Linked DNA regions of Sus scrofa: regions 1 and 3 are each linked to region 2. A link is a contact called in public HiChIP or PLAC-seq data. All regions are on one chromosome and are shown on one strand. The core of a region is the stretch at or near the end of the contact, and the rest is flanking DNA. Distances in the headings are between cores, read along the strand shown. Region 1 overlaps FGGY (FGGY carbohydrate kinase domain-containing protein). Region 2 has its middle 34 kb from the start of JUN. Region 3 overlaps LOC102165506 (a long non-coding RNA gene).

Region 1 (4,314 bases), core at 1,054-3,553, 510 kb before region 2:
GGCACTCAATAAATATGTGTTGGACAACTGGACAAACTGCTCAGTTTTACCTTCCAACCTCCCCCGTATGAGGGGTGCTTCAGAGGTGACAAAGGGTTTCCACATGTCTTACCTCCTTAGAACAATACAAAAGTTATTACATCAATTTTACAGATGTACTACTGGCCTTTATCTACATTTGCCCTCCAGTTCTATGAGTTCTTCCTATTTTCCCCTTTCCTATCACTGCTATCTGAACACAGACACCTACGTACATCAAAGAAGCTGAGTATTAACCCAGAAGCAGGGTCCCATTGAAACAAGAGTAACATCAAAAGGGGTTAGACGGAAAAGACAGTGTTAAGCCCATTCTCTGTCACTGTTGTTATTTGTTTTAAATTCCTAAGCATTTGGGTGAGACCTTACATCTAGAAAGGGCTAAACTTTCCTTTGAACACTTGTACATCTTAAGGTTGGACAAAGCAGCACTTAACGTTGACTACAGATGCCTGACACAGCTCTGAACTAGCAGTATCTCCATACACAAATAGGTCCCAATCAGCAAATGGCAGCCTTTGAAACTATGAGTCAAACAACTAGTATGTCTTCTGGGTAGTCCCCCAAATCGCTTTCCATGTGCTTTGTGGTTTCGGTGATCAGTTCTCAGGGAGAAAAGCCTCATTCTAAAGACTCCAGAAATCCAAGGCCAATGAGAAATAAACCACGAAACCAATGCAGCAACAACCAGTGCCTCCAGCCAAGGCCAAGCTGTCCTCCTCAACTCCGAAAACAACTGCTTCTGTTAGATCTTGTGTACGGCCACTAAAGACCCTGCAGAATGAGAGCTTTCAGCCTGGAGCCTTGCGGACAGCCGCTGCCGCGGACAATGGAACCCGGGCAGAATATCTCGAAGAGAACTGCAGGCCTCCTGCCAGAAAGAGACACGCTGGGGGCAGGAGGTGCAAGGCAGCCAGGCAGCGTCATCTTTTCTTGAGACAACGCTGGCTTCACTGAGCCGAGGCGCGACCTCCCCACAGGATGAGAAACTTGCGAGGAGTGTTTCCCTAAAAGGATGCACAGGGTCTCTGGGGAGAAGACAGCAGCAGTGTGTACCCTCTGCCTTCCCCACAAAAGCAAAGTCTGAAGCTTGGCCAGCAGAGGGAAGTGGGGGAAGAGTCTGCCTGGACGAGTGGGACTTTTTCCAGGAGCCTGACCCCTTACTTGGAGATGCTGACACTACCTACGAGGTTCCCATGCTGTTCTGAAGTTGAGCTCCATGATTCACAAGTGCTTAGTCATCACATGCTAGATTGGCAAAGGGCCTATGAGCCCCCGTGGATGGATTTTTAATCCAGGGCCATGGGAAAATCTCTCCATCTCTCCCTCGCCCCAGAGAGGACAACCACAGCCAAGGGTCTCGATGTTACTGAATTAATCTACCCTTGGAACCACTGGGCTTGCATCAGACACGGTGATTCTCTTCGTAGGTCCTTCCACAGCTTACAAGAGTGCCCCCGCACACCTCCTCTCCTTGGATTCTCAGGGCGGCGGTGGGGGACAGGTGCCTACAAAGGATGTAGAAACTTAGGTTTGAACGACAAGGTCATAGCCCAGGGCTTCCTGCTCTAAGGTGACAGTTCCTTTGCCCAGGCCACAGTCACCACCCGAAGGCTCCCAGATCTAGCAGAGCTGTGGGTTTTGGCCTTTTGGAAGCATCGTGATGGAAGCTTTTACCATTCTTTACAGAGAGAAAAACAAAAAACCAAAACAAAACAAAGAAAAGCCCTCCCCAACATATTTTTAATTTTTTTTTTCCTAATATTAGAGCTCTCACTTTCAATCCGGGGCAACTCACTTAAATTCTAAGACCTTGATAACAACCTCCGGGCACAAATGGTGCACAGGTTACAGGAAACACAGAGCATGTCCCCAGCGCATGCCAATGTCAGGCACACCTCACTGTGTAAGCACTGAATCGGATTCAAATGAGGAGCAGAGCTCTCTGTGCTGAAGGAGCAAAGTCTATGTCCCAGTTACCAAGCAACTAACAAAAACTAGTCTTTTCAAGAAAGAAGAAAGAAAAAAAAAAAGAGAGAGGGAGAGAAATCAGCAGTGATTGGGGTGTGTGACTTGGCAATAGAGGCTCCCGCATTCCAATAACAATCCTTTGAGCTAAGCGATCCCTCAGGCTTGAAAGCAACCAAAGAGAACAACTCTTTTTTTATAAAATCATCTATTACTTCATAAAACCACAGCCTTTCTTGGGAGGTGGCTACCACTCAAAACACACACAGCTGCAGGGCTCAGCAGAGGGCGGAGATGGAGTAATAGATCCAAGATTCAGGGCCAGGCAGCAGCCAGCCCACCAGGCTGGGGCACAGAGCTGGAACCCTCTTCCATGCCTTCTCACTGTCCTGTCCAGGGAGGGGGTGAGGTCTCCGCTGGCTTCCAGATCCCAAGGGAACCTGGAGGGGGGTGTTGGGGTGAGGAGTGGAAGATGAAGCAGACACTGCAAAGTATGTTGGGAGACGCCAGGCTCTAGGAACAGCATGAGAAAGAAGGGGCTGGCCAATTAAAAAAGGCTCATCTAAGTGTTTTGCTATGACTTGCAAAGGGAAGCTATTGGGCTCCCTGCTGTGTGCAGTGAATGAAACTCTCCTCCCACTAAGTGATCCTGCCAGAACATCCCAAATACTCACGATGTTGTTTTCCAGCACAACTACCCAACAAAAAGCAAAACTTGATCCTCACGCCACCCAGGACTGTGAATCAGGGCACAGGCTGATAACCCGGAGAGGAAAGATGTTTCAGGAAGAAACTCAATCCTTAAGCTCACTCTTTGGGGAAAAGAAAAAAAAAAATGCTGAAAAACATGTTCATAATCCCCAACCCGAAAATTCCCAGAATGAATGAAACAATTGTGTTTCAAACTCTCATACACAGAGAAAGAGACCAAACGCTGGAGATACTTCAGTCAGACAGATATGCTGAGAGCTTTGTGCTACCAGAGGCATCGCACAAAGGTGACATCTCTTTGCTTAAAGTGGTCCTGCAGTTCTTCGTGGCCCAGAATCACATTTTATCTGCTTGACATGGCTCACAGGACACTTGACAACCTAGCTCCAACTTGGCCACGACTTTTATGAATTCTTCTGGGCTCACTGCCCCCTCTCTTAGCCACTCCCCACCCTGATCTCACCTCATTTCATTCCCTTCCCCAAACACACTGTACTTCTTCATATTTTCCTGCCCCTGTTGAGGTCTCTACTGAGACTGTTTTCCCATCTTCTCTCATGATCAAACATCTACCTTTGATTCAAATGCAGCTCAAATGTCACCCTTACCCCCCATCTCTTGCTGTGTCCTAGCTATATATTCACACACTTAAATCCATCTCAAAAAGACAAATTCCTGTAGGGCAAAAGCCAGCTAACGCGTGGGGAAAAAAAAAAAGTTTCAGGAGGTACAAAGAAATTTAAAGTCAGACACTTCTATGATGAAATTACAACAACGCTGGAGAAAGACGTGTGCAAAGGAAACGGTAATTAATAAGATGATGTATGACAATAATGTAATGAGCCTGATAGCAAGGTTTGGTGAGTCAGCCTCATAACTTTATCATAATATTTTGTGTGTGTGGCCATATATCTGCCTCTAATGAGTAATCACAGAGTTCAGAAGAGGAAGGGGCTTTGAGGCCAGGGTGACTAAAAAAGACTTCATGGGGGGAGAGATTTGAGCTGAAGTCTAAAGGTCCAGCAGAATAAATGCTTATGCTACTGCTGAGAACAACTTCCAAGAAACACAACTCTGAAATGCTAAGGTAGATCACCCCCCTGAGAGGAGGACTGAACTTCACAGAATTTATTTGCAAAAAGAAATAATTCCATTTTGTGTGTGTGTGTGTGTGTGTGTGTGTGTGTGTGTTTCCCCATTTCTGGCTGCCCCGTGGCATATGGAGCTCCCGGGCCGTGGATCAGATCCAAGCCACAGTCACAACCTAAGCAGCAGATGTGGCAATGCTGGATCCTTAACCCACTGTGCTGGACTGGGGATCAAACCCGAATCTCAGCGTTCCGAAGACGCCGCTGATCTCCGTGCAACACAGTGGGAGCTCCCCACTGTACATTAAATTATTTAATTTTCAAGAACTGGATACATATGTGCATCTTCCTCCCTCCAGCTCCCCTAAAGCCCTACCGTTGTACAGAAAGGTCAATTTATAATCCACACTGCAGCTGATTTCCCAACCGTAAAAATGTTATCATTTGTATGAAAACTGATCCTATTCTCCAAAGCAGGCTTTGTCCAGGAATGTGATACCATGACATGCAT
Region 2 (3,872 bases), core at 595-3,094:
CTTAGGTAATTATTTACCCTTTCTGTGCCTCAGTTTCCTACTTGTGAAATGGAAAGCAGTTCTCTCATACCGTAATTGTAGGATTAAATGAGGTAATACACGCAACGTGCTTAAGACAGTGTTGGCAAATAATAAGAGTTGCAAACATAACCACTTGTGGACTTGCCAGATGCTGGGGATCTGTCCTCACCCCCACCCTGTGATGTAAAGTATAATGAAGCTCCCTTTTCCAGGTGGGGGAACTGAAGAAAGCACATCTGGCCAGGTCATCAGTTCTGAATTGGCCTGAGATTCCCACTCAGGCCTGCTAACGGTAATAGCAAAAGAGCATTTAATAAGTTTTTTAAATATTCTAGGCCTTTATGGATAGGCACACATTTACTTCTCACAGCAATTATATGAGGTAAGAGTCACTAACCTCCATTTGACAGATACAGAAACTGAGAGTGAGAGAGCTTAAGCAACAAATATTAGGGTCAGATTTAAAGCCAAACCTAAGAACTCCAAGGTCCCCCCACGCGCAAGGAGAGGGCAGCCAGTCCCACGGGTCTGGGCAGGCTGGCCAGAGGTCCCAGTGCATCTTCCTTGCCCGAGCCTAGACGAGTGGGTTTGGGCGGGGTCTCCCTTGTCGCAGACGCAGACGGGTCCAGCAGGTGGGACAGGAGCAGGGCTGTGGTTTGCTGTGCTGGCAGCTTGCACCGAGTGAGGGGCAGAACCTTCAAGAGTCGCTGGCACCTGACTCCTCCCGCCTGCTCGCCCAGCGGGAATCCGGGCTGTGGCTCCGCCTGCGCCTGGGCTCTGGACCAGCCGCCCTCCCGCGCGTCCCTTTTGCTTTTACCCCAGCCGCGCTGATTCCCTGCAATTACTCAGAATCGCGCCCACTTGGTTGGCTTGGTGACAAAATCAGCAGTGGCTGTCGGAGGACACCTATTTACAAACAGGACCCCCCGCCCTCAGCAGAAAGCACCCCAGGCCGAAAGCCTGGGTGTCTTGGTTCTCCTCCCGCTTTGGCCCCGGGGAGAGTGGTTTCGGGCCTCAGTTTGCCCATCTGTGTAATTGACGTTAATGTTTCTGCACAGTCAAGCGAAAGATGTACGTTGTGAAAACAGCCTGAAATTTCTTTGAAGTTTCCTACTTTCAGCTACCACAATTCTGAAAGTTATATTCTTCTCCATCATTGTCAGTCTTAATTTTTTTTTAATTTAAAAAGGAGTGAAATTGTCACCCAGGAAATATAGTCTGTGATTTATCCTGTGGTTCTTGATCCCCTGTTTGAGACACCAGTGGAAGCTCTGGAAGGCCCTTTCAACTCCCTTTCATCTGTTAATCTGATTAGTTGTGGTTATTGTTTTATTCTTGCCCATTAAGACTTTTGCGATCTCACTGATGTCCAATAGGGTGGGGAAAAGGCTGGCTTTTGCAACCAGTTATGTTCGGTTAGAATTTCTCGGTCTGCCATTTTTTGCCTATGGGACCTCGTCTAAGCCATTTACACTTGCTAAACCTCAGTTTCTCGATTATAAACTGGGGAGAACACTCGCAGAGTTGCAGGGAGGATTAGGGATGATGTTTATCAAGGGCCTGCTGAGTGACCCATGAAGGACGGTGCTAACGGGTGGGAACTCGGACGGCTTAAGCCTGGATTTCTTCACCCTGCTCCTTCTGGTGCTCCCCCCACCCCCATCCCCCCAGCACCCGGCCGGGGCGTGGCCAGCTCCCAGCCTCCCCAGGCCCGCCTGCAGCGGATGGCATCGGTCCTGCCTCCCGCACTGGCGGCTCCGGGGGCGGGACCCGCGGCAACCTGCGGCGGAAGGCTGGGCTTTATTTACGCAAAAGCCGCGGGTGGAAGCTGGCCTTGTATGGACGAAATACTGGCTGGCCGGGAACGTCGCCTGGGGAGGCAGTAAGAACCAGCCCTCGCCCGATAGGAATCTGTGAATAAATACATAACCTAACTCAAAGAATGCGTTGAAATCCCCCCCACCCCAGCCCCAGGATCACGGAAACACGACCCAAGGGGGCCTTGGGAATCCTTCCACACGCCCCATCCTATCTGATAGTTTGACTGAGTGAGGCTCAAATGATTCTCGAGTTATTATCAAGCTAGGGAGCCTGCCACCCAGTTGCCGCCGTCCTAGGGTCGTCTGGGGAGCGACTTCGGGGCTGGGAGTGAGATCTGGGTCTGAAACAAAGAAGGGAAAGGGAACCCCCTTTATGGGCACCTACTCGTGTGCTAGGCATTGTTCCTATGTGATTTCATTGACTCCTCACACCAGGCTTTGAGAGAATTTATTCCCATTTTTCATCTAGCGAAACTCTGGATCCGATAGGTAGGCGAAGTCACTTGCCCTTGAACACAGAAGCCGGTAGATGGAACAGCTGGATTCAAATACAATTCTGTCCAGTGTTCTTTCTACCCAACAGTTCCGTGCCCCTCGGGGTGGGGGTGGGGGGCCGCAGGGGTAAAGCGCAAAAGAGGCGGTTGCGACCTCAGGACAGCCGCACAATGACCCAGCTACCCAGCTGTTTCTGGGCGCCGCCCCTTGCCGGGTTTTCCTTCCCCTACCCACAGGACGTCCAAAGCCTCTATCTTCCAGTTCCACCTGTCAGCTGATTCGCTGCCACCCCGCCCGCTCGCCTGATTTGGCAGCCGGAAGTCTCACGCCCGCCCGTGACCGCTGACCTAGAGCCTCTAGTCTTATCATTGCCAAAGCCAACGTCGCCCTGGAGGTCAGACAGGTGCGCCCAGGGCGCGCATTTCTCTGGCCTCCGCCCTAGTCACGGGGCTGCATCCGGTCCGGGAGCAACAGAAACTGGTCCAGCCGCCCCTTTCCCGGCAGGGCCCCGCCCACGCCCACCCCGCGGAGACCCAGAACAGGTTTCTTCACTTTCCCTGGCCCAGTTGCTGCCGGGGGCGAGGAAGGGAAGCTGGTTGCTCAATGTGGCTGCCTATTGTTCTGGTTCTCATGAGACTTGTGGACGAGCCATCAGTCAGGTAGATTCAACTCAAGCCACCCAGCATGCACAGTGACTTGTGCACCAAGCTATAGCCAACAAACCCTTAGGATTCATCATGTGACACTTAGACCCGTGCTCTGGGCACTGGCCAGCCAGCATCAGGTTCCAAGAAGGTGAGCAGAATGGGTCAATCACCCAGTCCTTTGGGTCCATCTAGCAGTGAGTGGGTGTGGGAGGCCATTGTCAGGAGTGGCTTGGGGGTGGTACACACTAACCTGTCATTGGCCCTCCATCAGTATGTGCCCAGTGACCCTCAGGGACTGTCCCAGAAGCCTCGGCTCCTTTGCTTTAGATCTCATGACCAAGAGGAAAGCTTGGGCAGAAAATCCCCACAAAGGACAGAATTTATACGCACATATTTACCGAATGCCAGGCCTTGGGGAGATCACCATGACCCAGACACAGAGCTCACCTCACCAGTCCCCGCCTAAGGAAGAATCAGACAGTTAACAAGTCTCTCTCTCTCTTTTTTTTTTTTTTTTTTTTGTCTTTTTAGGGCCGCACCTGCAGCACGTGGATATTCCCAGGCTAGGGGTTGAACTGGAGTTGCAGCTGCCAGCCTGCATCACAGCCACAGCAGCACCAGATCCCAGCCACATCTGCAACCTAAACCACAGCTCACGGCAATGCTCGATCCTTAGCCCACTGAGCAAGGCCAGGGATCGAACCCGAGTCCTAGTGGATACTAGTCGGGTTCGAGACCTCTGAGCCCAACGGAAACTCCCGGTAACAGATCATTTTAATATGGGGGCAAGGAACCATTTCCTGGAGTACCTTTGGGAGAAGACACTGAGTAGATTAGGGGTGGAGTCAGGAGACATTAGGAAAGACTATCTCAGCCTTCCAACACTACC
Region 3 (4,398 bases), core at 1,056-3,555, 270 kb before region 2:
TGGCTACGGCTGCGATTCGACCCCTAACATGGGAACCTCCATATGCTGCAGTAGCAGCCCTAAAAAGACAAACACAAAACAACAAAATTACACTCAGAAACCAACAAAAATGATCTGAAACAAAAAACTAAGATGAAAAGTTGTTCAAAAGTCTCAAAACTAAATAAATGTAAAAGAAATGAGTAAGCTTTATTTTTTATTTCTTTTAGAAATTTTGAGGAGCAAGATGTGTTTTATTTATTTAATTTTCTTTTTAGGGCCACACCCACAGCATATGGAAGTTCCCAGGTTAGGGGTTGAATAGGAGCTATAGCTGCCGGCCTACACCACAGTCGCAGAAATCCCAGATCTGAGCTTCTATGACCTATACCACAGCTCACAGCAACACTGGATCCTTAATCCACTGAGTGAAGCCAGGGATCAAACTGGAGTCCTCATGAGTACTAGTCAGGTTCTTAACCCACTGAGCCACAATGGGAACTCCCATAATATAAATAAACTTTAAAATGCCACAGCTTGTAGGTTTTTTAGCATTTATGCTTCTAAAATTATTACAGCTTAAAACTGTACTATGATTTTGCAGACACTCTGTAATATCGTATAATAATATAAATTTATTTTTGGAGCCACTCGAGAGTAGATTGCATATATCATCATGCTGCATACATCACACCTTTGAGGACTTTAGTGTATACGACCTAAGAATGAGGATGTTTTCTTTTTGTTGTTGTTGTTGTGCTTTGCTTTATTGCATTTAGCAGATATTACATTTTTACAGATTGGTTTGTGGCAATCTTGCACTGCCAGGGTTCGTGTTTTTTAACAATAAAGTATTTTTTTTTCTTTTTGGGGCCACACCTGTGGCATATGGAAGTTCCCAGGCTGGGAGTCGAATCAGAGCTGCAGCTGCTGGCCTATGCCACAGCCACAGCAATGCCAGATCCAAGCCACATCTGTGGCCTACACTGCAGCTTATTGCAACACCAGATCCTTAACCCACTAAGCAAGGCCAGGGATCAAACCTGCAGAGGATATTTTCTTAATATAACCTCAGTGCAGTTGCAGGAACTTTAACATTAATAGAATAATTTAGATACAGTCTATGATCCAGTTTTTTTTTTCAATTAGACCAATAATGTCTTTTATAGAAGGTGTTTTTGTTTTTTTTTTTTTTCGCTCCAGTAACTGGAGTAATTCCTGGTATGTTTATTTCTATTTGTATTCAGCTTTACATTTTCCTTGTTGATTTAATTTTATTTTTTGAATATTTAAAACGTGAACATGCTTCCAAAGTCAAAGCTCTCCTAAAAAGTAGACTCAGGGATGTTCTTTCTCACGGTCCTTTCAATCTCCCTCCCTCAAGCCCTGGTAGGTAACCACCTTGACTGCTGCCTGCTTTATCATTCCCGTATTTCTTTTTGCAAAAGTCAGCAGAAAGATACGTTTATGTTTCCTTACTTCTGATTCTCTCTCACACAAAGTGTATGCTTTTGCACCATATGTACCCTTTCACACTTTGCTTTGTTCTCCTGGAGGTCACCCCATATTCATTCCCAGAGATATACCTCGCTCTTTTTCACACGTGCATATTTGTGATAGATTATCAAACACAAATTACTTGCTGCTCCTCTCAGCAAAAGGTGGAGTCTGTTTCCTCTGCCCTTGAATTTGGGATGGCCTTGTAAGTTGCTCTGAGCAATAACAGGGGGCAGAAATGCTGCGCATCTATTTTTGTGTTTTCAGGTGTGTTTTATAGTTTTCCTCATCTAGTTTCTGAACATTTCTTGTCAAAAACTATGTTGTTTTTAAGAAGTTACTTCATCCTTCCACATCTTGGATTTCTCAACCATAAAAAAGAGGATTATTAGAGCTTTCTTGAAGAGTTATTGTGAAAAGTAAATTGAAAATAATTGCTGTGTAAATCTGAGTTTTCTAACTCCTTCCCTTGAAGCTCCTGCTTGCTCTTGAGGAGAGGGGGGAGGGGAATAATTTATCACACATGTCTGTCTAGCAAGGACATTGTCTAGGTCGGTCAATAAGTCAATCAATATTGCGTGTACCAGGGGCTTCAATAGTTGCTGGGGAAATAACCATAAGAAAAATCAAACATGATTCCTACTCTCAAAGACATTCTGGTTAATGAACATTTACCATTAATCCTATGAGATTTTATAATGCAAACCCAATTAGCAAGTGTGACCTTGCTATCCAAGAGATTCTAAAATTGCATCACATAGGGAAGTAGAGGTTTTGTGCTCTTCGAATCCAGATTCCAGTTTGAGTCATCATGCAAGCAGATATTGCCTAAAACAAGAGAGAATCGGAGCTGGAAGGAACACGTGGAGGAGGGAGCTGAGGGACAGAGGGTCATGATGAGACCAGGATCACACAATTAATGAGTGACTGAGCTGGGACTGGAGACTTGGTATCCAGGCTCCCAGGCTGGGGTATTTTCCAACACACACCCACTGCCATTCTATTTTCCATCTGCATCTCTTGTCACCACCACGTACGTATCAGGGTTTCAGCTGTCTGCACTGTTGTCCAGGGAACATTGGCCAGGAATGAACAGCACGTTTCTAAGTTTCTAAGAAAGACCTGCTATCACTAGAGGCATTATGTCATGAGGCGTCAACTCACTCCACAAAGAAGGCGATTTAACAAATCTACATTGATATAGAGTTAGAAAGTGGATCGAATAAGATAAAAACAGAATTACTTTAGTATAGCACCATTTAGCATCAGACGCAATAATTTACTGTCTGTGTGACATTGACCAGGTTGTTCAAGCTTCCTGAGTTCTGCTTTTTCTCCCCTTTAAAACAAGCATGTACTTTGTGGGGTCTGTGGAAGAGACCAATTCTACTTTGGGTTTTCTCCTTCCTCTGTTGTAACAGAGCTTTTTGTTCTTAGCTGGGCAAACAGCTGTCTGGACCCAAGACCATAGTTGCTCTCTTTTCATTGTAGCAAGGCACAGCCATGTGAGTAAATGGTGCCTAGTAGAATACCAGGAAAAATGGTATGTCCGAATTCCAGAAAATATCCTAAAGGGAATGGCTTTCTTCTACTTTGTTTCCTTTGGTTGAAATATAGAGTGAAAACTTAAGCTAGGGGAGCTATGGGGGACCAAGAGGTAACCTTGGGAATGATGGCCACACCCAATGAAGCAAAGGATAGAAGGAGTCTGGGCCAGTATGAGACCCAACCATTCCTGAATAGCTTACTGATGTGTTGACCTAAGATTTCTTTCTATTGTTTTTAAGCCACTGCTATTTGGGGGCCTAGGATGTCTCAGGTAGCGATGGGAAGAAGCCCCATCCAGAGTAACTCCTTGGAGTTCCCGTTGTCGTTCAGTGGAAACGAATCCGACTAGGAACCATGAGGTTGCGGGTTCGATCCTTGGCCTTACTCAGTAGGTTAGGGATCCGGCATTGCCGTGAGCTATGGTGTAGGTCGCAGATGCAGCTTGGATCCTGTGTTGCTGTGGCTCTGGCATAGGCCGGCGGCTGCAGCTCTGATTAGACCCCTACCCTGGGAACCTCCATATGTCGAGGGAGCGGCCCTAGAACAGTAACTCTTTGCCATAATGAATAGTTTCTGTTTTTGCCTGCCTGGCTTCCGCTTCTGCCACTTTTAAAGATTGCATCTCAAGCTTTCTTTGAGGGATGACCCCTCCCCCAGCCTTAGTGGAATTGTGAATTAAGTTGCATCATCTTCCCTAAGCTAAACCAGTTGGCCTTTGAATTTGAATGGAATTTGAATCTTGGTCAGTGTAACCCAAGCACCAAGAGTGCCGAGAGTGGACACATCCTGAAAGTGGGTGGTGAGGAAGGTTCTTTTTCACTAAAGAACATCAATTAAGAAATGTAGCAGGAAAGTTCAGCATAGAAAATCACCATTTTTTCAACCACCATAATACTGGATTCAAACAAGAATCATCACTGGATATTAAAACCATTAGGTGAAAAAAATGGGAAAAAGGATAGTCATAGCCTCAAACCACCAGTCTATAAGCTACTTATCAACTACAAAGCTGTCTTCACAGTGGAGAAATTGGGTGGGCACCACTTGGCCACATGATCAAAGAGGGTGTCACCAATGATGGGACATCCTGTGGCCCCTGATGTGAGACCCTGAGAAGGGCTCAACCTCATCCGTATGGTACTCATGACAAAACTGATCAAACTGGATCTAGTTAAGAAGAAATAATCTGATAAATCCAAACTGAGGGACATTCTGCACAACAACTAGCCAGGACTCTTCCGATTTTTCGCTAGCATGAAAGTCTTAAAAAAACAACCAAAAATAAATTAAAAACTGGGGACTCATTCTAGACAAAAGGAGAGTCTAACAAGACCTGGTAGTTAAAATGTGTGATCTTTGATTGGATCCTGGGCA

What was found. HiChIP or PLAC-seq counts read pairs in DNA pulled down with a chosen protein or histone mark.
Region 1: an H3K27ac HiChIP or PLAC-seq map of skeletal muscle shows a contact between it and region 2, with 5 times the contacts expected there. The contact joins two enhancer-like sites. A contact is called at or near these places in 2 of 2 datasets of contacts at active chromatin or transcription factors (alveolar macrophages and skeletal muscle).
Region 3: an H3K27ac HiChIP or PLAC-seq map of alveolar macrophages shows a contact between it and region 2. The contact joins two enhancer-like sites. A contact is called at or near these places in 2 of 2 datasets of contacts at active chromatin or transcription factors (alveolar macrophages and skeletal muscle).

Annotation. Positions count from the first base shown.
Region 1 is chr6:153,143,323-153,147,636 of Sscrofa11.1, forward strand. The region is part of intron 4 of FGGY (FGGY carbohydrate kinase domain-containing protein); the gene reads right to left. Among named protein-coding and RNA genes, the nearest start is that of FGGY, 68 kb to the right of the region's middle. Within about 2 kb of position 2,304, at least 31 of the 83 cell types and tissues checked have an H3K27ac peak or open chromatin away from gene starts, as enhancers often do. A contact at or near this core is called in alveolar macrophages and skeletal muscle, where this site is marked.
Region 2 is chr6:153,650,862-153,654,733 of Sscrofa11.1, forward strand. No RefSeq gene overlaps it. Among named protein-coding and RNA genes, the nearest start is that of JUN, 34 kb to the right of the region's middle. Within about 2 kb of position 1,845, at least 50 of the 83 cell types and tissues checked have an H3K27ac peak or open chromatin away from gene starts, as enhancers often do. A contact at or near this core is called in alveolar macrophages and skeletal muscle, where this site is marked.
Region 3 is chr6:153,380,571-153,384,968 of Sscrofa11.1, forward strand. The region is part of intron 3 of LOC102165506 (a long non-coding RNA gene); the gene reads left to right. Among named protein-coding and RNA genes, the nearest start is that of FGGY, 170 kb to the left of the region's middle. Within about 2 kb of position 2,306, at least 3 of the 83 cell types and tissues checked have an H3K27ac peak or open chromatin away from gene starts, as enhancers often do. A contact at or near this core is called in alveolar macrophages, where this site is marked.